Linked DNA regions of Sus scrofa: regions 1, 2, 3 and 4 are each linked to region 5. A link is a contact called in public HiChIP or PLAC-seq data. All regions are on one chromosome and are shown on one strand. Each heading gives the region's core, a stretch centred on a gene start, on an enhancer-like site or on the middle of the called end of the contact. The rest is flanking DNA. Distances are from core to core; before and after follow the strand shown. Region 1 overlaps CBLB (E3 ubiquitin-protein ligase CBL-B). Region 2 overlaps CBLB (E3 ubiquitin-protein ligase CBL-B). Region 3 overlaps CBLB (E3 ubiquitin-protein ligase CBL-B). Region 4 holds the start of CBLB (E3 ubiquitin-protein ligase CBL-B). Region 5 has its middle 140 kb from the start of CBLB.

Evidence for each region. HiChIP or PLAC-seq counts read pairs in DNA pulled down with a chosen protein or histone mark.
Region 1: a contact with region 5 is called in an H3K27ac HiChIP or PLAC-seq map of alveolar macrophages. The contact joins two enhancer-like sites. A contact is called at or near these places in 1 of 47 Hi-C or Micro-C datasets (embryonic fibroblasts) and 1 of 2 datasets of contacts at active chromatin or transcription factors (alveolar macrophages).
Region 2: an H3K27ac HiChIP or PLAC-seq map of alveolar macrophages shows a contact between it and region 5. The contact joins two enhancer-like sites. A contact is called at or near these places in 1 of 47 Hi-C or Micro-C datasets (fibroblasts) and 1 of 2 datasets of contacts at active chromatin or transcription factors (alveolar macrophages).
Region 3: an H3K27ac HiChIP or PLAC-seq map of alveolar macrophages shows a contact between it and region 5. The contact joins two enhancer-like sites. A contact is called at or near these places in 1 of 47 Hi-C or Micro-C datasets (fibroblasts) and 1 of 2 datasets of contacts at active chromatin or transcription factors (alveolar macrophages).
Region 4: a contact with region 5 is called in an H3K27ac HiChIP or PLAC-seq map of alveolar macrophages. The contact joins the promoter of CBLB here to the enhancer-like site in region 5. A contact is called at or near these places in 4 of 47 Hi-C or Micro-C datasets (adipocytes, fetal heart ventricle, fibroblasts and 1 more) and 2 of 2 datasets of contacts at active chromatin or transcription factors (alveolar macrophages and skeletal muscle).

The regions. Positions count from the first base shown.
Region 1 is chr13:153,598,700-153,603,958 of Sscrofa11.1, forward strand. CBLB (E3 ubiquitin-protein ligase CBL-B) reads left to right here. Exons shown (of 19, transcript XM_021070494.1): 6 at 1,907-2,028. Among named protein-coding and RNA genes, the nearest start is that of CBLB, 120 kb to the left of the region's middle. Within about 2 kb of position 1,417, at least 9 of the 83 cell types and tissues checked have an H3K27ac peak or open chromatin away from gene starts, as enhancers often do. A contact at or near this core is called in alveolar macrophages, where this site is marked.
Region 2 is chr13:153,549,436-153,554,114 of Sscrofa11.1, forward strand. All of the region lies in intron 3 of CBLB (E3 ubiquitin-protein ligase CBL-B), which reads left to right. Among named protein-coding and RNA genes, the nearest start is that of CBLB, 71 kb to the left of the region's middle. Within about 2 kb of position 1,771, at least 2 of the 83 cell types and tissues checked have an H3K27ac peak or open chromatin away from gene starts, as enhancers often do. A contact at or near this core is called in alveolar macrophages, where this site is marked.
Region 3 is chr13:153,577,568-153,582,495 of Sscrofa11.1, forward strand. CBLB (E3 ubiquitin-protein ligase CBL-B) reads left to right here. Exons shown (of 19, transcript XM_021070494.1): 4 at 966-1,112. Among named protein-coding and RNA genes, the nearest start is that of CBLB, 100 kb to the left of the region's middle. Within about 2 kb of position 1,319, at least 2 of the 83 cell types and tissues checked have an H3K27ac peak or open chromatin away from gene starts, as enhancers often do. A contact at or near this core is called in alveolar macrophages, where this site is marked.
Region 4 is chr13:153,478,220-153,482,752 of Sscrofa11.1, forward strand. It overlaps CBLB (E3 ubiquitin-protein ligase CBL-B), which reads left to right and starts at 2,306. Exons shown (of 19, transcript XM_021070494.1): 1 at 2,306-2,395; 2 at 4,187-4,368. The coding sequence starts at 4,201.
Region 5 is chr13:153,341,862-153,347,088 of Sscrofa11.1, forward strand. No RefSeq gene overlaps it. Among named protein-coding and RNA genes, the nearest start is that of CBLB, 140 kb to the right of the region's middle. Within about 2 kb of position 3,685, at least 27 of the 83 cell types and tissues checked have an H3K27ac peak or open chromatin away from gene starts, as enhancers often do. A contact at or near this core is called in alveolar macrophages and skeletal muscle, where this site is marked.

The DNA.
Region 1 (5,259 bases), core at 167-2,666, 250 kb after region 5:
ACATAAATATTTTTGTAGTTAGAGGCTGGTCCTCTGGATTATGTACTAAGAAACTGTTGCTAAATACTGCAGCATTTGGCTCAAAACTCCAGTTTCATTTTTTTCCACTTGTATTTGATCTGTGTGTTGGCTCTCTATAAAGTTTAGCATTTTTTAAAACAATTCTTTCATTAATTTCTGTGGATTTTTAATGAAGATGACTCAAATATTATATTATTTTCATCCTTGTCCTTTGTAGATGAGGAAGCAAAACGAAATAAAACAAAACTCGTTTTACTATAATAGTTGTTTCTCAGTTTTTTAAAGATATCTTATATTCTTCCAAGTATTGTTTATGCAATTTTTAGTCATGCCTTAAGAAGAAAATTAAAAACATGTTTTTTTTAAGAACATAGACAAACCTCTCCTAAGAGTGTTCTCCAGAGCTCATTTTTACTCAGTTAGATATTTTAGTGTGATGGGGAAATACCCTGAAGATTTGTCTTGTTATGTCAGAAAAGGTTAAACTCTTCATCACTAAATCATTCTTTCTCTTATTATCCTCATCTCAAGGGATATAATGCTTAAAGAATTCTGCTTCGTAAATTTGCAAGTTGCTTAACAATACAAGGAACAAGTCTCAAAACAAACAAAAGCAGGAGCCTTTCACCAATAACCATGTCTAGAATGACTCTTTGAGCCACTTCCACTTGGCAACATAAAATACCTTTTTTTTTTTCTTTTATACAGAAGATTTGAGTTAATATTCTGGCACATCAGATGGAGTATGCTGCCAGTTCCTTGGGGTAAATGTAGCTCAGCCTTTAAGATATGGAGAGATGATTCATTCACACCCTCAAGCAAAGTTGTCTATCACTGGCTGCCTTTTTTTCTCTTGCCATGGTAACTGGAGGGACAGCTAATCCTATTAAAGAGAGAATGATACAAACTGTGTGTGTGTGTGTGTGCGCGCACGCGTGTGTGTACACACATTTCCATAAAAGATTTTTTTACAGAACTCACCTCTAAGCTATAAACCTTTTCTGATTTTATCCTTGTATAAGGATAAGCCAAGTGTGGAGGCCTTGTAGGCAAATCGCTCATTTGAAGAGCTCTTCACCAGCAGTAATCTCTGACACTGTGCTTCAGTGCTGGTATGACCTTGGGAAGCAAGACAGGCACGTTCCTTGTTCTCATGGTTAATGGGTAGAATTGGCCAAGTCACTTACGTTCTGTGATAGAGTTTTTTCTGTAAAGTGAGATGTCTAAATGTAGATAATGTACAAAACAGACATACAGGGCGATAAGGAATATGGTGAGAGGTAACAATTTTAAATAGGTTTCCGAGAAGGCCACTTGAGGAAGTAGAAAGAGGAACCCATCACATGGATATTTGGAGAAAGAGTTTAGGAAGAGGGATCAGTGAATGAAAAGGTTCTGAGGGACAGAGTATAATTAAGTTCAAGCCAGCAGCAAGGAGACGTGTGTGTCTAGAGGAAGGGCAGAAAGAGGAGAGTCTTAGCAGACAGGGACAAAAAGGGAACTGGAGATCAATCCTGTAAGGTTCTTCTAGGCCATATACAAGGACTTTGGTTTTTATTCAGAGTTACAGGGTTTTGAACAGAAGAGTGATGTGGTTAATGTTTCAAAATGATCACAATTGCTGTACTTAGAATAGAATTTTTAGAGAAGAGATTATGCCCTCTGCATTTTATTCTTAAGAAATCTGTTTTCTGCATAATCCTATTTCTCCAAAGGAAAATAACTAATTGCATGTTAGCTGTTAGACAATGGAAGTTGACCTAAGACCCATAAACTCATACTCACTTTAAAACTATCCAGGAGAATTTCAGTATGGGTATTAAATGATGGGTTGATGAGTAGCTGCTATTTTCTACATAATTTTTTAATTTATTTATGTTTTTAGCCTTGGGGCTCTATTTTACGGAATTGGAATTTCTTAGCAGTAACTCATCCGGGTTACATGGCATTTCTCACTTATGATGAAGTTAAAGCACGGCTACAGAAATACAGCACCAAACCCGGAAGGTAAGATTTTTTGGCAGTAATATTTTGAGATGTATGTAAAAATGAAAGGTTCTCAGGGTTCCCATCATAGCACAGTAGAAACGAATCTGACTAGGAACCATGAGGTTGTGGGTTCGATCCCTGGCCTTGCTTAGTGAGTTAAGGTTCCAGCATTGCCGTGAGCTGTGGTGTAGGTTGTAGACGCAGCTCGGATCTGGCGTTGCTGTGGCAAAGGCCGGCAACTACAGCGCCAGTTAGACCCCCAGCCTGAGAACCTCCATATGCCTTGGGTGCAGCCCTAAAAAGACAAAAAAAAAAAAAAAAAAGAAAAGTTCTCTGTGGTTTCATTCCTAGGTAATCAGTTACACCCATGGGGATAAGGGGACAGAAATGGTAACAGACCAAAACAGTGCTTCTTAATTGAATTCTTTAAATGGATACATTATACTTGCTCTGAAATTTAGTGTTCATAAAGTGAAAGAGGATAGGGTAATATGTAATTTGATGAATTTAGAGAGTAAGTCTCAGTTTGAAATTAGAGTAAGATATTAGCATATTAACTTTTTTCATGACACCTGTATTTGTGTATAAAATTGTATATGTATATTTGAATAGTCGAGTATTGTGCTGATGACAATAAATCAGTCTCATGTTCATTATTTTCGGGTATTTTTCAAGACATTCAGTTTGGTTCTATGATAAACATCTAATTTCATATAAATACATATTAACACATAAGTACATATAAGTGTACTTACACATATGCGATGCACACATACAAGTACATAAAACATCTTAGGCCCATTTTTAACAATCCAAACCAATTTCACATTCTTGAAAACTTCTTCCATAATACCTCTTGCTTGATGCTGAGATCATGTGAAACTCAGAGCGTGGCTGTTTGATCATCCTCCCTGGCTTAGATTGAGAAATTATACCTTACTAATGGCAAATCTGAGTCACAAAGTCTCTCTTTTCTGCTACAGACATTTCCCCCACATGCAATATATAGAAGGGTATTAGGCACATCGTTGGCCCTTGTGCCACAGCAAGAAGTGCGCTGGGTACGGCTCCACAGCAGTGGCACCTGCCCTCCCTCACACTCAAGCTACAATAGGAGACACCATCCCAGTGTCCATGAGTGCACAAGTGCACTGATTTTCATATAGGGCCATTTCATTTTAGGAATGCATTTGGATGGTTTTGTTTAAAGCCTACCTCTTTCATCTAATTTTCTTATTTGATTAGTAGTGCAAGTGTCCTTTGTCAAACTTGAACAAAGTCCCTTGTAAGTACAGTGTTATTGTTGTAGTGTATTTTTTTAAGTTTTATTGATTTACAAGGTTCTGATAATTTCTGCTGTACAACAAAGTGATTTAGTTATGCATATATACACATCCGTTCTCTTTCAGATTCTTTGATTCCTTTCTTCTTTGCCATAATTAAAATTTCTCCCTTTTAAATTAAAGTTTATTTTGTCTTAGATTTATTCATAAAAACTTAATTTACATAGGAAAATCAAAGACTCAATTAAAATATTTACCTGAACAAAACTTATTTTTTCTTACAAATGAATAGCTATCTGTATAAAGGTTCCACCTTTTTTAAATTAAATTTTATTTTTTTAATGATTTTTTATTTTTTTCCCGTCATAGCTGGTTTATAGTGTTCCATCAATTTTCTACCTTTTTTTATTTTTAAGAATTTATGTGGTATCTTGGAAGAAGGTAGTGGGTACAGAAAACAGTGTGGCCCCTGTGGAGTCTTTGGTTTAGACTGAGAGCTGGTTCTCATTGCATTGTAACTGCGAGGGCAGGTCAGGTATTGTGCACACTGACAGTGGTATAAGTGAGTCATTTTATTTCAGTTCAAGGATTTCCCACAACCAGATTTGTCCATAATTTTACTTTGGCATCAAAGTAACTTGCTCATGGAGTATGATTTGAAAGAGGTAATATGGTTGAAATTGTGGAATCATACATATTTAACACAGAAGCTATTTGGGAGATTATCTTGTCCAATGCTAAAAAATAATAAAGAAACTGAACCCTTTTTGTATTTTCTTGTTCAAATCATGGAGAGAATTAATGACAATATTGGAAGCAAAAGCCAGGTCTCATCCCTATGCTGTCTGAAAGGGGATGTCCTCCTTTGTTTTCCATTTTGCCCTGTAACAGTTTTTTTCTTTCTTCTAAGTTTTTAGGTAATTAAAGATGAAATGGTTAGTCTGTGGTAAATTGTTATATGTAAGGTGCAAAGGGGTATTTAAAATGTGTTTAGGAAAAAGTAAGCAGATCAAATGAGATAAACATTTGCTGGTCCTTCTCTTGGAAACTGTTTCATCTCTTTGGCTTCATGGTAAAGAAACTAGTTGGGTCTATTCCAAGGTCATTTGGGTTCCTTAGGTTATACTTTCTTTGGGATCCAACTGATAGTCATAAGTCTGTGTAGAATTACTCTGTGTGATTACAATGAAGGATGCTAATAAGTGACAGGTTGATATTTATTTCCAGGCTTCCTAGGAGAATATGATTTTAGACTATGTTGAAAAATTCTTTATCAAAAGTTCTAAAACCAATATGAAGTTCTAAAACCAATATGAAGTTCTTAATACTTAAAAATTACAGTTTCTTCCTTTTTGCCACATACATATAGTAGTCAGGGTATTCAAATATAACAGATTAAGTTACCCTACTTTTTGATCTGTTTAAGGGATTATAAAATCTGGATATGGATATTATCGCAAGATTGCATGTGATACATTTAAATAAAGGGAAGTGACCTCAAATATAATAAGTAAATGGGTAATAGCTAAATTAGTAAGTAAATAACAACAAATTTAAAACCAAGTCAGTGTCTTCTAGCACTGCCATTAATTTGTTTTATAATTTTAGAACTACTTTGACTTCTTTTCACAAGGTATTGAACTTGACAGGGTTAGGTTGGAGGAAAGCCATGAACTTATCTAGTTTGCCTTCTCATTAATATAGTTCAGCTCTTTGATCTTTTATTTAAAGATGAGTGGCTGGAATACTTAAAAGAAAAAAGTATTATTTCAAGTAAGTTATTAACAACTAAAAATTCATAAATTTTAAATAGCAAGGTAATATACTGAATTCCATAGTAGAAACTGGCTCAGTTTCTGTCTGTAATGGACAGATTAATTTTTACTTATTTTTTTTTTTTTTTACCTTCCAAAAATGATGTCACAGCTGTTTCACACCACCAGCACTATCATACAGAGTACCCCCT
Region 2 (4,679 bases), core at 521-3,020, 210 kb after region 5:
TTTTCTTTTTTTTTTTTTTTTTTAAAGTCATCTGCAATTTATATAAGTAATGTTGGAGGCAGGAACTTTACTGTGTGATCAAAGTGCTGTATGAGAACTGCTAATTTCTAATTAATAATTAATTTAATGGAGTAAAGTTTACCTTAAGAGAAAAAACACAGGTTCTTGGGTGAATGGAAGAAACTTCTAGCATTAATCTAAAAAGTACTCCTGTAATTGAATGTCTTGCTAGTCCCAGTAGCTATTTCCAGGTTCGAATATCTCAAAGCCAGCAATACATTTTTGAGGGGCAGATGTAACTTTAATAAAGTGTCCATTTAGAGAAGTGTAACATCATAAATATAAGTTCATTGCATTATCTTTAAGAATATGTATCCAACATTATTAACATTGTTAAATGAATCAGCTTCCGGATTATTTTTATTTTCCACTAAGAATGCACTGTTCCCCCATCCCCAACCTGTTGGAATAATAGAACAAATAATAAAAATTAGCACTTGAAGGAATTCTAGAACACAGCTGAGGAGGGCACAGTTGAGCCACAACTCCACTCTGTGCTACACACACAACATTCAAGGCATAAACAGAGTGCTTTGAGGTGGGCTCCTTTTTACTGAGCTTTGAGAATCGTCAGGAGATGGTTCACTCCATTAAAATAAACTCTGAATGTCTTTATGGGACTCTGGAGCTGTAGTTAATAACACATTGCAGTTATGTTGGGGAGTCAGGGACATACAAACTACTATACAAAGGTAACTCAGTGGGGTCTTGAAAAATAGACCTCCAGCCTCATAAATTCAGTTTCCTCAATTACTGAGCCTAAAAGAATAAACAGAGGTTCCATAATTATTCTACTAGTTGTGTATTCTAAGTCTCTTGGGTAATTATCACAACTAAAAATTACACATTACAATAATCACAACTAGCAAATTACCTGAAATTGCTTGCTCAGTGAGTATCTTGAGCAACTAAAATTTGTACATAAAATGACTATGCATGAGAGCTATTTATAATGGATTACTTGCTAGCATTGGCCTGTGTGAAGACTTTGCTGATTTCTCTCATTTAATTTTCATCGTTACAGGTTTAAATGTTAACCTGCCTCAGTATCTAAGCCAATGAGTTGTCCTATTTTTAGAATAAAGCAGTTAAATTAAATCAGTGCCATTAGATACTATATTAAATATATACATATATTTATAAATTCCAAGAAAATACTAACTTCTTCATATGTTAATCCTTTTGCTAACATCATTACATTTTTTCATTATTAAATGCAAATTTTAGTGTCTTCCAAATGTTTTAGGGAACTGATTTAATAGTAGAACCCACTGATACTCTGAAATGTCTGATGTTTCATTTGGGCTACTTCCATTCTGTAGTATGAGTGAAGGTATGTGATATGTCTAGGTGGAGCTAGTTAATCATCTCCCTCTTCTCTGACCTTCCCTCCCAAAACAGAGGACCAAATGAATGATTTTTATTGGTAGACTCTTGGGATTTAAACTTTTTTTTTTTCCCCTCTTTCAGTCCTGGCTGTGAGTCCTTTGGAAACTGTGGGACTTGCACTGGTGACAAACATTTGAGTCTGGGACTTTGGTTTTTGGCACCTGTGAATTCTCAAACTTTCACTTAAGTTTCTAGTTGGCTGCTCTGAAGATCACTGGCCCCTCACCTCTTTTGGCTCACAGACACTTCTAAGAATGTAGTAGAGACCTATGGCTCTCTTTTTTCAAAAAGAGGAATGTAAGCTCATGACCAATTTTGCATAAGGCCAAGGAGGAATTAGTGAGACTAAGAAGCAAACTGGGAACTGTTTCAGTTGGAGAGGACTGGGTATGAGAAGGAAACAAAATCATTTAGTTAACTACAAATCATGTGTGCAGATTGCAACGAGGAATGAGGCTAGAGGCAGGGGCCAAATAATGAAGAGCAGGAATCTGACTTCCAGTCTGATTTGGCTGTATATGAGTGTGGAAGTTTCTTCTTGAGGTATTGTAGCTTTATATCACATTAGTGGCTTGCTTACAGGATTATCTTGAAAGTTATTAATATGATTCAGGTAATTATTTCTGGAAAATTTGTGTTTTTATCACCTCTATTCAGATAGGTGTGATTCCGTTTATATATTTGGAGAAATCTGTTTCCAGTGCCTCTTACGCCCGGGAAACCTCCTCATCTTACCCCAAACATCCCTGACATCCTTCCAGATTCTTTCATTGTAGGTCACAGTGTCCTGCTGACAAAGGTGGAGGCCTGAGCCTGTTGCCATTCTGAGGCATGTTTTTGAATAAATGCAATCCTTAATTCTTAACCTTTAGTAGTTTTAACAAATTGTTGTTGTTGTTAGCACTAGGTTAGCTGAGAGTTGTATCTTTCCCATGCCCAAACAACCACAATAGTACGTTACAAAGACGCCTTCCAGATGAGGGGTGGGCTCGGCCTAGCTGGTTTTAGGAAATCCCCGAGCTGTTCCTACCACACGGAGTGAAGGAGGAAGACCATTTCATGTGGTTAAGCACAACAAAGTTCTCTATAAAATGAAAATTAAAATTGTTCAGACCTGTCTTAATGCTTAATGTGTACGTAAAAGGTTAAATGACTAATTTGGCCATTTGCAGAGGATTACTCATTTTAACTTTTGGGTTTATTTTCCTTTAAGTAGCCAAACATATTTTAAAGAGTCTATAATATATGGAAATATTAAAAATATGATATATTTTCTCATTAAAAATACTATCTTCACCCACTTTTATAAGTATGGTATTTAACACAGTCATTAAATATTATTTAGTCTCCTATACCTGGGCTTTGCAAGCTATTAAAGTTATAGACCATTTATGTGTTAGTAGTGGTTGTTTCTTTTCATGTTATTTTCCTGGATTTTTAAAGATGACTTTCATTAATAAGCCAGTTTTCAGTGCCAGAGAGAGGATAAATCCTTTCTAAAATTTGACTTTCTACCTGCTCAAGTCATGAGTGATTAAAAAAAATTTTTTGTGTGAAAACTCATTGGTCACACATTCAAGAAGTCTGTTTTAAATCTCTTGCCAGGATTTTTTTTTTTTTTTTAATGTGCTGAGGTAGCATTCACTCTCACATCAAGCCAAATGGATCAAAATTAATTTTTCATAAAATTTGCATTTGACTGTATTTCACAATTTGTTTTTGTGTTTATTTACTAAATCTGATTTGTGCAGTTTTCTAAAGCCTAAATTCTGTCTTTACACTTGCTCTCTTTGTTTCTGTGCCAATATGCTATAATTGTAGTTTCCCAGTAAGTCAGGATTTATTTGAGAATTATCCATAGGTATCCAAGGGATATTACTTGACTCAGAGTTTTGGATTGGGGTTCCTGGCTTTATGTTTATTTTCTTTTCCTACAAATTTGTTTGTAATTTCAGGTTTTTATCAGCATACCTATTGTGATCAGATTAGAGGTTGCCATTTAAAGAATTCTAAAGTTAATTTTCCTCTAAATTAAATGTGTGAGTCTTGGCAGTGATTCCCAGCCATTGTAATCTGTCAGAATCATCTGGAGAGCTTTAAAAGCAGCACCAGTGCCTGATACTCTCTAGGGCTCTGATTGACTTGAGTTGCGGCAGATCTTTATGACAGGCTCTACAAGCTCCTCAGGTGATTCTGATGTGCAGCTCACCTTGGGAACCACTGAGTGTTTGAAGTACCCTGAGCTCGTATTCAGTGGTTTTCAACTTGGTTGCACATTGATGTCACTTGGAGAGCCTTAAGCAGCTTTGATGTGCCAGTCCCTCTCCCAAAAGTTTTGATTTAATTGTTCTATGATATTGGCTGGGGCATAGGATTTTGTAAAAAGCCAGGTGACTCTAACACACAGGCAAGTTGAGAACCATTGGTCACCAGTTCTTTTTTTTTTTTTTTTTTTTTTTTTTAATGAGGAATCTGAGGCTCAAACCAAAGAAATTAAGTGACATGTCCAAGATCCAAAGGACAAAGCCAAAATTCTAATCTTTAGGCTTGGAGTCAAATGGTTTTACCAGGACATTCCATATTTTTATGAAAGTATGTACAGGTTTTGGTATGTTAGAAGTACCCAAAAATTATATTCATTTGCTGTCTAGTCCAGAATCTAACAGATAATTTTCTCCATGTTGACACTGGAAATGTGGAAGTTCATAGCCAAGATTCAATCATTACCTCAATTATGACATAAGAGAAATTAACAGCTAAGAATTAAACACATTCCTGAATTCTAGAACATGTGCATATTATCTGGAAGTGAATTAAGCAAAGAGATGATCCAAGTGAAATACATTAGGCTGAGTTAACCCCATGTCATTTCTAAAGCCAGAGTTATAAATGCTTGTGGTTTATAACATGAGTCATTCTCTAGGAGAAGGTTGCATGGGCCAGTATGGTTGGAGTTATAGCTACAATATACATTACAAAGTGTACTTTACCAATAACATCAATAACAAAGGTAGAGATTATAGCAGTGGTTAAGAAATACAATTTTCAGAGTGTCACGAAAGGGAAAAAGAAGTATTGATAAAATATAGGCTAGCTATATAGTCTCATATATTTGAGAAACAAATGTTTATTTGGTATTCTGAGGGCAGAGCGAGGGTGTGAGGTGGCTGTTACTCTTCATCCCACATCTAATTACCTCTCAAACACTCAAACAAGCCTTTTTCTGGATG
Region 3 (4,928 bases), core at 69-2,568, 230 kb after region 5:
TGCTTTAAGTCTTGTCAGAATCCCCAGAACTTAACATGGAAAATAGAATAGAGACAACACCTATATTTCCCTCATTCCAAATCATTTTTTCATATTACTATCACTTTTTCTTTCTAAAACAGATTCGATCATTTCCTTAATGTTGTTTTAAATCCAATTTGGTTCCCCATTCCTTATTACAGAAGCTTTTTAGGGACTATGTTAGAATTAGCAGGGAGCTTCTAAAATATGCACCTATCAGACCTATCATCTTATCTATCAAGTGATGTATCATACACTTGCCATTTCTATCTCGATTGTGATAGAAATGGCAAGTGTATTTGACAAAAAATTGCATTTATTTTTTCAGTTGCCTCTTTCTCATATCCCAGACTTTTTCTTCTTGTCTAATGCCATTTCCTCCACTCACCTTCTGCTCTTCTCTAGCCATTTTAACCTCAGATAATATCCAAATATTTCTCTTACATACCTCTGTGCTTCTCTACATGCTATACCTGCTGTCTGAAATCCCTTCTTCCCTCCCTTCCATCCCCTCCTCTCAATTAGTCTGTCAAACACCTGTTTTTATCTTCCTAGATTCTCCTCTGATGACACCTTTCCTTATTCTCTCATGTAGAAATAGTTGCTCTGTTGTTTAGCATTTATATTTTGAGTTTTTAAAGTGTCCATCTCTCGCATTAAAACCCATGTAATTTATCTTGTTTATGTTTATTTTAAATGAATACATGGATGACTAATAGAAACCCTCTTAGGGATTTAATATTTTTATGAACATTGTCTTTAAGGGCTTTATTGAGTTGACCTAGGTTGATCCTGTACATAAGTTCATTTTTCACTATATATATATATATATGTATATATATATATATGTGTGTGTGTGTGTGTGTGTATATATATATCTCCATTAAAACTTAAATGCCTATATATTTATTTTTTCCTTTTTCTCTCTCCCCTTGTGTCTACAGACGAAATCTCACAAAACTATCCCTTATCTTCAGCCACATGCTGGCAGAAATCAAAGCGATCTTTCCCAATGGGCAATTCCAGGGAGATAACTTTCGTATCACGAAAGCAGATGCTGCTGAATTCTGGAGAAAGTTTTTTGGAGACAAGTAAGTACAAATCATTTTACCATTTGGATCTTTGAAGAATGACTTAGACCTACCTTCAGTCCCATATGGTTAGATTTTACCTGAGTATTTTGAGAATTAGACTTCAATGTTGTTTATCTTTTCTTCTCCCCCCCGCTTCCGCTCCCATGGCATGGGGAAGTTCCTGGACCAGGATCTAACTGGCGCCACAGCTGTAACCCAAGCCACAGCAATTACAGCACGGATCCTTAACCTGCTGAGTCACCAGGGAACTCCCACACTTTAGGGGTTTTTAATAAGTGTTTTGCTTGCTACTTTTTCTGTTTAGCCACCAAAAGTAGACCGCAATAACTGCACAATTTTGTTATTACCAAGTAAATATTAGTTATATGACATTTATTTATTTGATGAGCACTCAGTGAGTTAAATAGTTTGCTCAAAGAGGTATGTATGGTAGAGTATATATGAGAAGGTAGTAAGTTTTTCTAACTTAGTGCACACATAAAACACATATACAAAATAAAAGGCATAAATAAATTCAAGGCATAAATTTAATTTAAATTTAACATAATATAAAAAAAGCCATAAATAGATTATTCTGACACTTCAGAGAAGGAAACAGTTGCTCAGGATTGCAGGCATTGGAGACTGCTTCTGAGAGGAGGTAGAATGTAAGTAAGCTTGACTAAGATCTGAAATTGAAGTGGGAAAAGGCCTTAGCATTGGGGTTCAGGTTTTCTTTGTGTAACTGCACAGAAGGTATACATGTGTGAACAAGACATAAAAATGGGGATAATGGTATCACAAAGTTGAATGATCTCAGAAAATAGTTAAAGATGTTTTCCTTCAGGTACCTCCTCTTCTCCAGGTGAGCTTGGTAAATAATAGACATTAAATATCTGAAACCTACACAACTTAAATAAGATTTGAAAAACTTTGATCAGAACTCTCTCAGTAAGATGACCAAGAATTGAACATCACGAGGCAAATGGTTTCTTCAGTAACCTTCTAAGGGTCCCCTTTTTTATATAAGAGCTCCCTCAGAATGTCCTTGACTGTAGGCAGAACCCTGGCTAAGTATTAAGGAAAAAGAATGATCATATACACAGATCATTGTTGTCATCCTGTAGTTAAATTCTGTATTTATGCATTAGCTGATGAAATAAGACATGCAGTGTTGGCATACACTTTCGATGGTCTTTGTCTTCAGATGCTGATGAATTAATTGTAATGTTAGCTCCCCCCCCCCTTTTTTAATGAAGTGCTGTGTTTATCTATAGCTACTACATGGTTAGGATATACTTACATAGAACAGTGCACATTTTATTGGATACATAATTTTTTATTTCAAAAATATTGAAACCTTTTCCTCCTTTTTAAAGAAAATGTATTCTGAATTATTTTAGGCACTAAAGGAGGAAATACTATTATTGCCATTAACAGGGACCTTCTATGTTCCAGAGATCTAGCTATTTGTAATGCTCCTGTATCCATTCTCGAATGAGTACTTAAAAAAAAGAAAAGTTTCATCCTCATCTGAATTAGACTAACAGCCAAGAGCATACTACTTAAATATATGTGAAGAGTAGAAAGCAGAAAGGGACTACAGAGTTCTGGGAGTAAGAACTGAGGATTTCCTGATATTTCATATATTAGTACTCTGAGCAATGCAAACAGCTAGTAACCTTCAAAATAAACCATTTTAAAATTTTAGGAAAACCTATCAGACAAATTGCTTGTGGTATTTGTTTTTGAAAACTGAAAATGCAGGTCAGTTATCAAATTGTTTGCTTGTTAAAAGGTCAGTAAAAATGGAAAGATTGCTCACACATTTTTTTTTTTTAAGAGAGAAGTTTGTTTTGCTGGCACCTCAAGCCACAGAGAATGATGTATTTAAGACATCTTTACTTCCCTCTATTTATAACCACAGACATCAAGGGGCTAAAAGTTCTGTCCGGTTGCTACATGTGTGAAGTCACTACTGAATCGAATGTGGGATTCTTGAAATGCCAATTAAATACTCTCCCTACCTCCCAAACCCTTGTACCTTTGTCTCCTGTCTTCGCTTGCTTGAGAAAGCTTCTTAATTTGTCTTTTAAGATTTTTATTTTGGGAATGAGAGCCAAATTTAAAGCTCCTCCTGGAACTTAGACATATTTCTGTAGTCATCAAAGTGAGTGGTTCTTTTATTAGATCATTGGAGAAACCATGTTTATAGTCTCTGTGGGTTTTCACCTTATAGTTCCACAATATTTTATTGATTAAATGGGTGAATGAATGATGCATCCTCTTATAAGGTCGAATCCTTTCATTTTCCCTACACTCTAATACTAGTTTGCATTTTTGCACAACTTAGTTCTCATACAGAAGTATTCCTGTTATTTATCTCACTAGATATTGAGGCCATGGAGAATGCTTTGGTTTGACCTAACCAGTGCCTTTAAACTTGAAAGCAGTGTTATTTCTAAAAACCAAAGCATTGAGAGGTTAGTTCTGAAAACAGCCAAACAGATTATGATTTTTATAGAACCTCTTTTAACTTAAGGACAATTATTGTGACTTTTTATCCAAAAGGAACTGTAAGCAAGAATAAAATATGAGGATTGAGTTAAAATTTGGAAAAAGTTATTGTTCAAACTCCTAAAGGCAATTTTAGGATTAAGGCCTAAAAAAAACAGGCAGCAGACAAAAATCTTTAGGTGTAATGTGCCTAATGCCTCATTTCTGTGCCTCTCAACCTTTTTGAAGTCATTACATAGCCAAATCTCTGCTCAAGAACCAAGCCCAACTGCCAAGAGGTTCTGCCTGGCTGCAGTCTCCAGGGGATCAGTAATGCGTCATGTTATCAGGGTAAACTGGTTGGGAATTACTGCAGTTGTTAGGTTTTTATGCAGAGTTACTGAACGCTTTAATAGTTGATTTCTGCTTTTGCTTTCTTAGTCTGTTGACCAGGAGATAGTAGAAATATGGAGGAAAAGAGGAGTGGCATTATTGAATAAATGTGTCTAAGTAAATTCTGCCCAATGAGACCAATACCAAACTGAACCTTCACCCTCTGGATTAGTAGTTTATAATCTGGAAACTCTAAGCATGAGGCTCAAAAAATGTTTTACTAGATGTTAAAACAAAAGTCCCATGAATGTGCTTAGACTCTGGGTGACAGTTATTTTTTTAATAAGCAAGTCAGGTAGCTGTTTCTAGACTACTCATGCTAAGCACTTCTTGACATTGAGATTTAGATTTGTTTCTAACCAAATTATTACTCAGCAGAACCATGGATTCTAACTCCTGAATCCTAGTATGCCTCTTCTCCCCATCCTTCCTTTACTTTAAGTTCCATTCTTTAATTTCACATTCAAGTTCAAATTCTTCCCTTGGACTATTGCAACAGCTTCCTGTGTGGTCTCCCTAACATCATTAACAACCTGTCCCATTGTTTTTCTTAGTGAGATGAGTGAGCTCCAAGAAGCAGAGCTATTGATTTTTTTTTTTTTGCCTGAGAAACTTCACTGAATCACTACTGATTCTGGCTTAAAGTCTAAAATCCCACTACATGACACACTTTAGGAATTATTTTCTCTAGCCTCATCTCTATATTCAATTCATCCTCAAAGAAACAACCTACTCAACTCTGTACTTATTTCCTAGGATGCTTTGTTCCCCCCCCCCCCCGCCTCAGTGCGTCTGTTTCCCTAAACTGCACCCACCACTTGGGAAACCAGTTACCCACATTTTACCAGTGTTATCACTTTGGAAGCTTTCCTTGATGACCTTAGTCTAAGGTGCACATGCTTGTTCTGTTCTTCCAGGTGCCTGAACTCACTAGACTGTAGCAAA
Region 4 (4,533 bases), core at 1,056-3,555, 130 kb after region 5:
TCAATCCATTCATTCACCAAATATTTTTGAATAGCTATTATAAATCAAATAAGTTATGGAAAGTCTTTGTTATTTAATCAACCTATCACTTGTGTCACCTGGGAATTTGGTGAAAGTAGAAAAAAGAAAAGAGGAAAAATTGAACTGAATGGAAAAGAAATCTAAATATTTTCCCAAATATTTGTCTTCTTTTTAAAAAATTTTTTTTCCCTGGAGTTCCCATAGTTGTTCAGTGGTAACAAACCCAACTAGCATCCGTGAGGATACAGGTTTGATCCCTGGCCTCTCTCAGTGGGTTAATGATCCAGTGTTGCCATGAGCTGTGGTGTAGGTGGCAGACACTGCTCTGATCTGGTGTTCAGGCAAATTCTGATTCCTATTTTGGGTTCCGATGGTTATCTCCCAGGGAGCATGTGGATACAAACCTACTACACCAGAACTCAACTTGGACTCAAGATGGCTTTGATACAAAGCTAGTAGAGAATGAAGATATGGTTTCTTGACATTATATATATATATATATATTTATATATATATAATGTGTGTATATACATATATATCTTATATCATAAAACTTATAATTTGTATCAATATATGCTTGATATCACAGCCAGTGTCATTTTCTCATCAAGTCATCTCAGTTGCAAAACTAACATCAAAGGAATGTCACATGCTATAACATGTATTTTGCTTATTCTACTTTTATCTGGATATGAATATGAGTAATGCACTTAGTTATAATGTTCCTTTAAAGCACTCTTTTCCTACGTGCTGAAAAACCTCCTACACATTTATTCTTTTTGGATTTATTTAAAAGGTGACCAGGAGTTCCCGTCATGGCTCAGCAGAAATGAATCTGACTAGTATTTATGAGGACACAGATTTGCAGGCTTTGCTCAGTGGGTTAAGCATCCGGCATTGCATTGGTGTAGGTTGCAGACATGGCTCTGAACCAGCGTTGCTGTGGCTGTGCAGTAGGCCAGTGGCTACTGCTCCAATTTAACCCCTAGCCTGGCAACCTCCATATGCCAAGGGTGCGGCCCTACACAAACAAAAGAATAACAAGAACAACAACAAACAAAAGGTGACCAAATAAATATTTCCTTTTGCCAGTCTCCCTTTAGTAAATTTAGCTACTGTTACATAAGTAAAGAAGATATGCATGGTTGGACAAGATATGGAAAGACCAGTATTTTGTAGATAAACACAACGTGAAAACAAGGAACTACTCTTTAATTACTGGCATAGAAATAATGGCAAAAAAGAAAATTACTTCCAGAACCACATTTTATCATCTGACTAGTTGCAAAGAGCACATTTTGTCTGTTTTCATCAAGTGAAAATCATAACCATCTGAATTTAGGGCTGTAAAGAATGTTTTTAACAACTCAGGATCCTTGACAGTAACTATCCCATTACTAAAATGGTTATTTAGCTAGACAGTGGTTAGAACCCTTGAGAAACATTTTATCAGGTTAACTGGTTAGAGGAAGAATAAAAATATGTATATATTAAAAGACATAAATTATCACATCTGAGAAGCCAAAGGTGTAAAGTGTATTCAACACTACCAACTGTAGTGTAAAGAAAATTCCAAAGCATGACAATTCAAAGCAATTGTTAGTAGTACTTGTGGTAGAACTGAAGTGAAATAGAAATATAAGGCATTCGTTTAATTTATGATCTTGTTGAAAAACGGTCCCAACACAGTAGATTTTTCCTCCTAGGACAAGCCAGATGTGGGACTTCTAAAGACATTGGTATGGAGCCACAGAGAGATTTCAAATGCTGGGAGAGAATGGCAAACACAGAGTAAAGGTGACTCAGACAAAATACAAAAGCTATTTCCTCTTCAGTCATTTATACAGCAACTCGTACTAAATAAAAATGTGCAATATATATGTTAGAAATTCTTATGGTCTGGTGCTTTTACTGCCCTGGCATGATTAGTTGAGACAATTTAGCCAACGTTGTCAACTATTTACTTTTTCATCATCCTGATATTTGATCAGCAATTCCTCCAGAACTAACAGTAAAAGGGAAACAGCCAGAAGTTTTGGTCGGTAATCAGGTGTTAACCCTAGTCTATTTTATGAAAGGTTTATACCTCATCTTAGAAAGCTGACTGTTTCTCTTTTTTGATAGCCAACAAGAAGCAATGCCTTAGGCCTATTTGGTTGCTGTCCTGGGTAGAAGAGTTTGGCAGCCCTAGGGAGATGAATTCTTCAGCCTTGGACACGCCCAGAGTAAAGAAGCAACACCCTCTCAGCCACTACTCTGTTGCTATGAAACAAAAGACTAGGAAGGTGAGCGAAGCAGGAAGTCCCGCCTTTTAGCTGGAGTCGGCTTTGGCTCGGGTTCCCAAGGCTCACGCCCACCCGCCCACTCGTTATTGGTCAGTTCCCTAGTGCCTTGATTCCTTTCTTCCATTTCCTTTCCCTTTTCTACTTTCGCTCTCGGGTGAGTCCGATCCCCCCATTTCCCACTGAATCCCTTTCTGTTTGGGAAGTGCGGCGAACGGGGCCATTCCTCTGGGGCCATTGTGTACTGTGGAAGACGTGGACCGGGTGGTAGTGCGAGGAGGACGGGTGCCTCCCGCCCATTGGCGCCGCCCGCTGTCCGGCAGGGCACGAATGCGCGTGATTGGCCCAACCCCGCGAGGCCCCACCCTGGCCCCGCCCCACCCCTGGCTCTTGCTGTGTGTATCCTACAGGGGTGGGGTGTCCAGCGAGTGGTCTCCTCCTCCAGCCAGGGCTGCTGCGGCGTCCCGCGGCCTCCCCGAGTCGGGCGGGAGGGGAGAGCGGGCGTGGATTGGTCTTGACGGTAATTGTTGCGTTTCTCCGTCTCGGTGGCTTTTGCTCTGAGTCGCTCCTTCCTCCGGAGTGGGCTTTTACGGCGATTACACACTCCTTGCCTGGGCTACCCAGGCGCCCTGTTCTCAGGGCGTGTAGAATCGGACCCGCGCACACGCGTGTCTCTGGGCAGCTACAGCGCCGAGACGCCAGGAGGGAAAGGGGCGCTAGGGAGGCTCGACGCTGCTTTCCGCCCGGGGACCCGGGGGCAGCCAGGCGCGGGCCACGGAGGAAGAAGGGACAGCCCCGGCTTCCAGCTGCTGTCGCCGCCGCCGTCACAGTTTGAAGAGGGGTATTTAAAGCCTGGACCCGAGCAGGGGCAGGGGAGGAGGAAGAGCGAGTTAAGGGAGGCGGGCGGCTGGAATTGCAGACAGCCCCCGGGGCGCGTCTACCTGGGAGCCAAACGCGGAGCGTCGGAGACGCCACTGGGCTGCGGGCGCTGGAGAGGCGAGGGGATACTTTGTCCTTTCTCTGTCCACCTTCCTCCCCCAGCTGTGGTCCGAGAGTGGCAGGGGAGGGGCCTGAGCAGCAAGGAGGCACAGATGTCCCGAAACAAAGCTTTGGACCCCCTACCCCCACCCTACTTGGATGAGACGAGAGGCAAGGAGCGAAAGAAGTGAACTCTCTCCTTTCTGTGCCCGCTCTTGTCAGTTTCTCTCGCTTTTAAAATGGGTTGTTTGTTGGATTATTTGGCTCTTAACTTTGGGGCAGCTCCTCAACCGCGTTGGTTTAAAGAACTGTGTGTTCGTGTGTCCATGTTCATGCGTCTGTACTGGTGGTTTTAGCGGGGAAAATCCAAGTCCTAAGCCTTTGTTGACAACAGACGTGCCCCTTAGGCTCCTGTAGAATAATCTTTATGTTTATATAATTTGGTGAGATCTAACAGAGTGAAAGTGCGGTTTTGGAGTGAGGCTCCCCAAATCTTTTCTAAGGGCTTGAGTTCTAGTCTTTTTAATTGGGATTAAGGCAGGGAGGATGAAAACATCGTGCTCTTACCTAGTTGGCAGAAATCTCTATAAGTTTTTTGTTATGAGTTGGGTATTAATCAAGCCTTCACTACTTGCAGTGTGAGAAGGGTGCATCTTTAACCCTTAGTGTTCCAAAAACAAATCTAAGGTCATTGCTCCTAAATCTCTTTGTGGTATGTAAAGATTGAGAGTACAGATTCAAATACTACTGAAAAGTTGAATCTGGGACCCTGGATTTTGTTCTCATTGATGGTGGAAGATTTAATGGGTACACATGAAGCTGTTTTTTTTTGTTTTTTTTGTTTTTTTTAAAGTATTTTCATAACCAACTAACTTTTTTTTTTTTTTTTAATTTCCCTTTCCAAGAACTAAGATTCCAGATGGCAAATTCTATGAATGGCAGAAACCCTGGTGGTCGAGGAGGAAACCCCCGAAAAGGACGAATTTTGGGTATTATTGATGCTATTCAGGATGCTGTTGGACCCCCTAAGCAAGCAGCAGCAGATCGCAGGACAGTGGAGAAAACTTGGAAACTCATGGACAAAGTGGTAAGTTCTGACTGTGCCTGTACAGAGCTCAGTTCACCCTGGATATGGTTTCTCCAGTTTTACTTATACTGTTAATTTATAATAATTACTGTTATGTCTTTTGATTTGGAGTGACCACTTATATGTGCTCTGAGTGTTTTGAAAAGTTGGATTCAGGGCAAAGAT
Region 5 (5,227 bases), core at 2,435-4,934:
TGGTGCTGATATACTTTTCATTGCTGCAGATGTTAATCTTGTGAATTTCACCACAGCATATAGCACTTTTTATGAAGAGCTGATAAAGAGCACACATAATGAAAGAATAATGCTTTTCCCCCCAGTGGAGCAAGTGCTAATGGCAGTAGGCAGCATATTGATTCTAATGGGAACAGAACATGGTGTTTGGGACAAATCCACTTCAAAATAGCAGACAAGCAAATTAATTTAATAATTTCAACAAAATGTGTGCCTGCTTCCTCTTGTACATTTCTCCTCTTTGCATCTCTGGGTTTGCTCCAGGAGAACCTCATGACTAGTCAGACCTGCCCTTACCTCACCCACTCACTCAGCCAAATAGATTCAAATCTCATACCCTCCATCCTCCTCTGTCTTCCCCCAGGAGGCCATTCTGGTTTGTTTTGTTTTGTTTTGTTTTGTTTTTAATGGCTACACCTGTGGCATATGGAAGTTCCCTGGCCAGGGATTGAATCTGATTAAAGAACCTGTGCCAGGTCCTTTAACCCACTGTGCCAAGCTGAGACTCGAACCTGTGCCTCTGCAGCAGCCCGGGCTGCTGTAGTTGAAATCTTAACCCACTGTGCCACAATGGGAACTCCTCCAGGAAGCCATTCTTGCCCCTTTTCACCTAGTTGACTGTTTGTTATTTATCACATGCCTTAGGGTGTGAATAATTCTGCCATATTCCATTTCAAATAGCTTCCTTTTGTGTGTGACTTTTTTCCAATAAATTAGTGGCTTAATAGCAGTAAATGTACATACAGAACATCCAAATAGTTCGAAATACATCTTGATCTGAATAGAAATTTAAAAAATGGTCTAGCAGTACAAAATTCAATCTAGTCTAACTCTCCTAATTTTTAAAGATTTACATATTTACATACAAATTATCACATAACAGGTATGATTTTTTTAGTATAATAATAAGTAATCACCTTTAGAGAACCCCCCACACACACCATTTATTACTTTCTGTGCCTGAAATACTTCCTTTACACAGCTCTTCCCTATTTCTATTACCACCACTGCTACAACTACTACTACTACTATTGCTATAAATGTTACAGCCATCACCACCACCAAGGCCACCACTATTATTATTGCTAAGACTTGTTCTTCAGGTGTCAGCCTTATCCAATGTCTCAGACAGGCTGAGTCCTCAAAACTAGTGTTTTCTTATCAGTTCCTGCAGCCTACATGAGTTGCTAATAAGTGGAGGTATTAATCTCCTCACCCCCTGTTGATCTCATCTGCTAATCAGTTACCATCATATACTATCACATCGAATAGCGTGTCTTGAAAGGAAGAAAGTTAACCCTGCTCTAACCACCACTACCTCTCTCCTTCCTGGTATGGATGGTAAATATCTGTGATTCTTTCATGCCAAGCAAGGAACAACATGAAGGCAGGGACTTACCTTTTTACACAGTTCAGACCACCCATGCTTAGCAGTGTCTGGCATATAGCATGTCATCAATATGTATTTGCTGAATGACTATATAAAGTGGCCATGTCTACATTTCATAGACACTGTAAAGACAAAAGGAACTACTTTGGGTTCTGTCTGCCTTTCTGGAGAGCTTGAATGACAGAATCAAAAATGTCAGTCTCCTGATGGTTCTCAGAGGGCAGAGGATTTCAGAAACAGGTTGTCAAGAAAGAGAACAGAGTGATGAGATAAGTGGAGACAGAAAAGATGTCAGAAGCATTAAAATAAGCACTGGTCAATAACAATCAATGTTCTGCTTAGCTTGTCATGATAGGTGGAAGATTGTGGCCTTGAGGGAATGGGTCCCAGGAGGCAGGAAGTGGACTTTCAACAAAGGAAACCAAAAAGATATAGGAAATGTATATTAAGTTTCTCATTATTTCAGTGGAGCTCTAATTTTTGAAATATATATATATATATAATTTTTGAGATGTAATTTACATACTACAAAAACTCACAATCTACAGTATACAGTTCTATGATTTTTGACAAGTATAATGAGGTATAACAACCACACAATCATAATAGAAAACATTTTCCCTTACCTTCAAGATATTCCTCATTCCCCTTTCTCAATCTCCTCCTTCCTCCATTCCTATTTATCTGCCTACTGCCACTATTGTTTTGACTTTTCCAGAATGTCACATAAATGAAATCAAACAATATACAGATTTTTTAGCCTAACTCCACTTAACGTAATGCATGTGAGATTCACCCACATTTTTGCATGTATTAATAGTCCATGTCATTTTATTTTATTTTATTTTGCGAGGGCTATTCCATTGTGTGTAAATATGGCAGTTTATTCACTGATTGATGAACATTTAGGTTATTTTCAGTTTTTTTTATTACATCTAAAGCTGCTATAAACATTTCATGCACAGGATTTTTAGTGAGCATGTATTTTCATTTGTCTTCAGTAAATAGCTGGGAATGGGATTGCCGGGTCATAGGATGAGTGTATGTTTACCTTTCTAAGAAACTTCCATTCTGTTTTCTGAAATACTTCCTAAATTTTAGTTTCTTAAATTGCTAACATCCTATCTTCATGCATAACCATTGGTAAGGCTAAGGTCTTGCAGATGGTATATAACTATAGTAAGAGAGAAATAGGATGCACATTTTTGATGGGAAGGAAAAACAGATCACATGTGAAAGTATACCATGAGGTATCTTCTGATCTGGCCTAACAGTCCCTATTTTGAAGACATAAGTCAAGATGAAATCAAGGTGGGAGATGCTTCCTGTCAGGTATCATTTACAAATACCCATTTGGCTCTCCTGGCTCTAAGGCTCAGTGCTTCTTGTATTATATACACACCTTGTACCTTCATACACTGATCTGACTCTGGGCTCTATCAGAGGGACTGAGAATGTAATTCTAAAAACTTCATGTGTGCCAGGAAAAAGAAATCATGCCTCTCTGTTTGACAGCATTAACTGTGTCCTGGAGGTTCTTTAAGAAAGGGGAAAAAAAAAAAAAAAAAAAAAAAAAACTAAGAAAGAAAATCTTACTCAAAATACATTTTTTTTTCCTTCTGGCACATTTCCTGAATCCAGCTGGAACTGGAAAAGCATGTGCCAAAATGCAGTTTGGAAAAGTGTTCGTGTTTGTGAGTGTTTCGGCTCTGCCTGGAACCAAGAAGTAGCCAAAGTCTTAAATGTGAATGAGTTCCCCCTGAGCCTTCCAAACTAGTCATATAGTGTGATTTTACCTGGCATTATTGCCATCCAAAGCTGTAACTCTGAGTCTCCAAATATAAAATTTCAGGAAGGAGGTGTCTAATTCCATTAAATAAAGATTAATGAAGATTGGGGTAGACAATGGAAAATGCTTCTCTGCTTCTGTTTGCTAACACTATCAGAACTTTGTACAAAATGTATAAGGCAGATGCCTTCAGAAAGAGAGGGAAAGGATTTAAGAAACCCATGAGCCCTGTCCCTAGAGATCCGGAAGCACTGAATTGGTTTACAGCTCTTCCTGTGGCTGGAGGGAGTAAATAAGCCCCTGTCCATGTGTCAGTTCTTAAACTGGCAGGGGCTATATAGGGCTCAGATAACTCAGTGATGATAGAGTCCTTCAAAATAACTTTTCACATAGTGAAAATAGCACTCTTGACGAGTAGCTCTTCACGAACACTGATTGAGAGTCATACTTTAGTCACCACACATGACCTATCATTTATGACTTGCAGAGCACAGCTGTTTGTGAGTGATCTCTGATGAGTTGTCTTAATAGGAGAAGTTGAGCAAGAAACTTACAGGCTTGTTGCTCATTAATGCTTTCTTGAAACTCTGTGAGAGATACAAGAAGCTGCCCAGAATTTAATAATCATAGAAGAGTAGTCACAGCCCTTATGAAAAAAAAGGAGAAGCACAGAGAAATGAAGCCATTTAGAGTCTGTCAGAGAACAGTGAATTTCAAAAACAACCCTTCTGTTTCATTAAAAATTTATTTATTCAAGTTTAATGTACTTTGAAATGAATTTGCATTTTATAAAGAACAGAATATATTTTCATAATACTAGATCAAGGAAACACCACCCCAGAAAGTTTACTTATATACTGTAACAAGGTCAAGTGGGTTATGCCCTAAATTCGACATACTTGAGTATTAAATTCATGTTCTATAAATTACTCATGATGACATCTTACCTTATAATATAACGTGGCTCTCGATCAAAGCCTTCTTGAAATACACCTTGCACTTCAAGCTCATTTGATCTGAATATACCCATTTTTAATTCCTATCAAAGAAATATGTATAATTCATTTCCTGAAAGTGCACATAGTGAGAGAGTAAGAAATTGAATTTGTTTCTTCTAAAATAATCTTAAATGCTCAAGGGCCTATCATGCAAAATCTTGGCTTACAGACTTCTGGTTCCATTTTTCTGATGAGGAATCAAGCCACAGAGTATTTTTCTAAAATACTTTCTAGCTCATTAAAGTAAAATTATAACATGTTAGACTATTGGGAAAATTTAATGCAGTGGTCTGTAAACTATGGCCCATGGTCTAACCATCTGTTTTTGTAAATAAAGTTTTAGTGGAACCAAGATGTTTCCATTCATTTAAGCAGTGTGTATGCTTTCCTGCTATAGTGACAGGGTTGAGTAATTGTCACAGAGACCATATGGCCCACAAGCTGAAAACTCTTACTGTATGACTTTCAAAAAAGAGTTTGCCAACCCTTGATTTAGTCTATGCCCTACCTTTTATAATAACCAAAAACACAAAAGATTTAACAATTTCCATTACTGTTTGAGACAGAGGAGTTTATTATCATATTATGAAATCTTAAAATTCCAAAAATAGGTTCTGGTTTGGTTTCCTTTGATATATATGTGAGAAAATCTCCTTTGTCCCTTTGTACTAAAATGAGATTGAACTAGTATGATCAATGGAAAAGGGATGTTGACTCTACCGTCTTTCTCAAAGACCCAGATACCAAAGCCTCAGGGAACCTATAGCTTCTTAGTATTTAATGAATTTAAACATTATATACAAAATCCAGTTTTTGTTCAAAAAAGAGCAAAGGACTTTAAAACAAACTAGGTGCATATAATGAGATTGGAAAAATTACAGTAAGGAGCTATGACATAAATCAACCACATGACTCTTCTTGTAATGCTTCCCCTTTTATTCAGTTTAGTTATGACAAAAAGGAAGCACTAGACATTGAAAGGGCAATTGGAATGCTCCTCAGTTAAGTTGT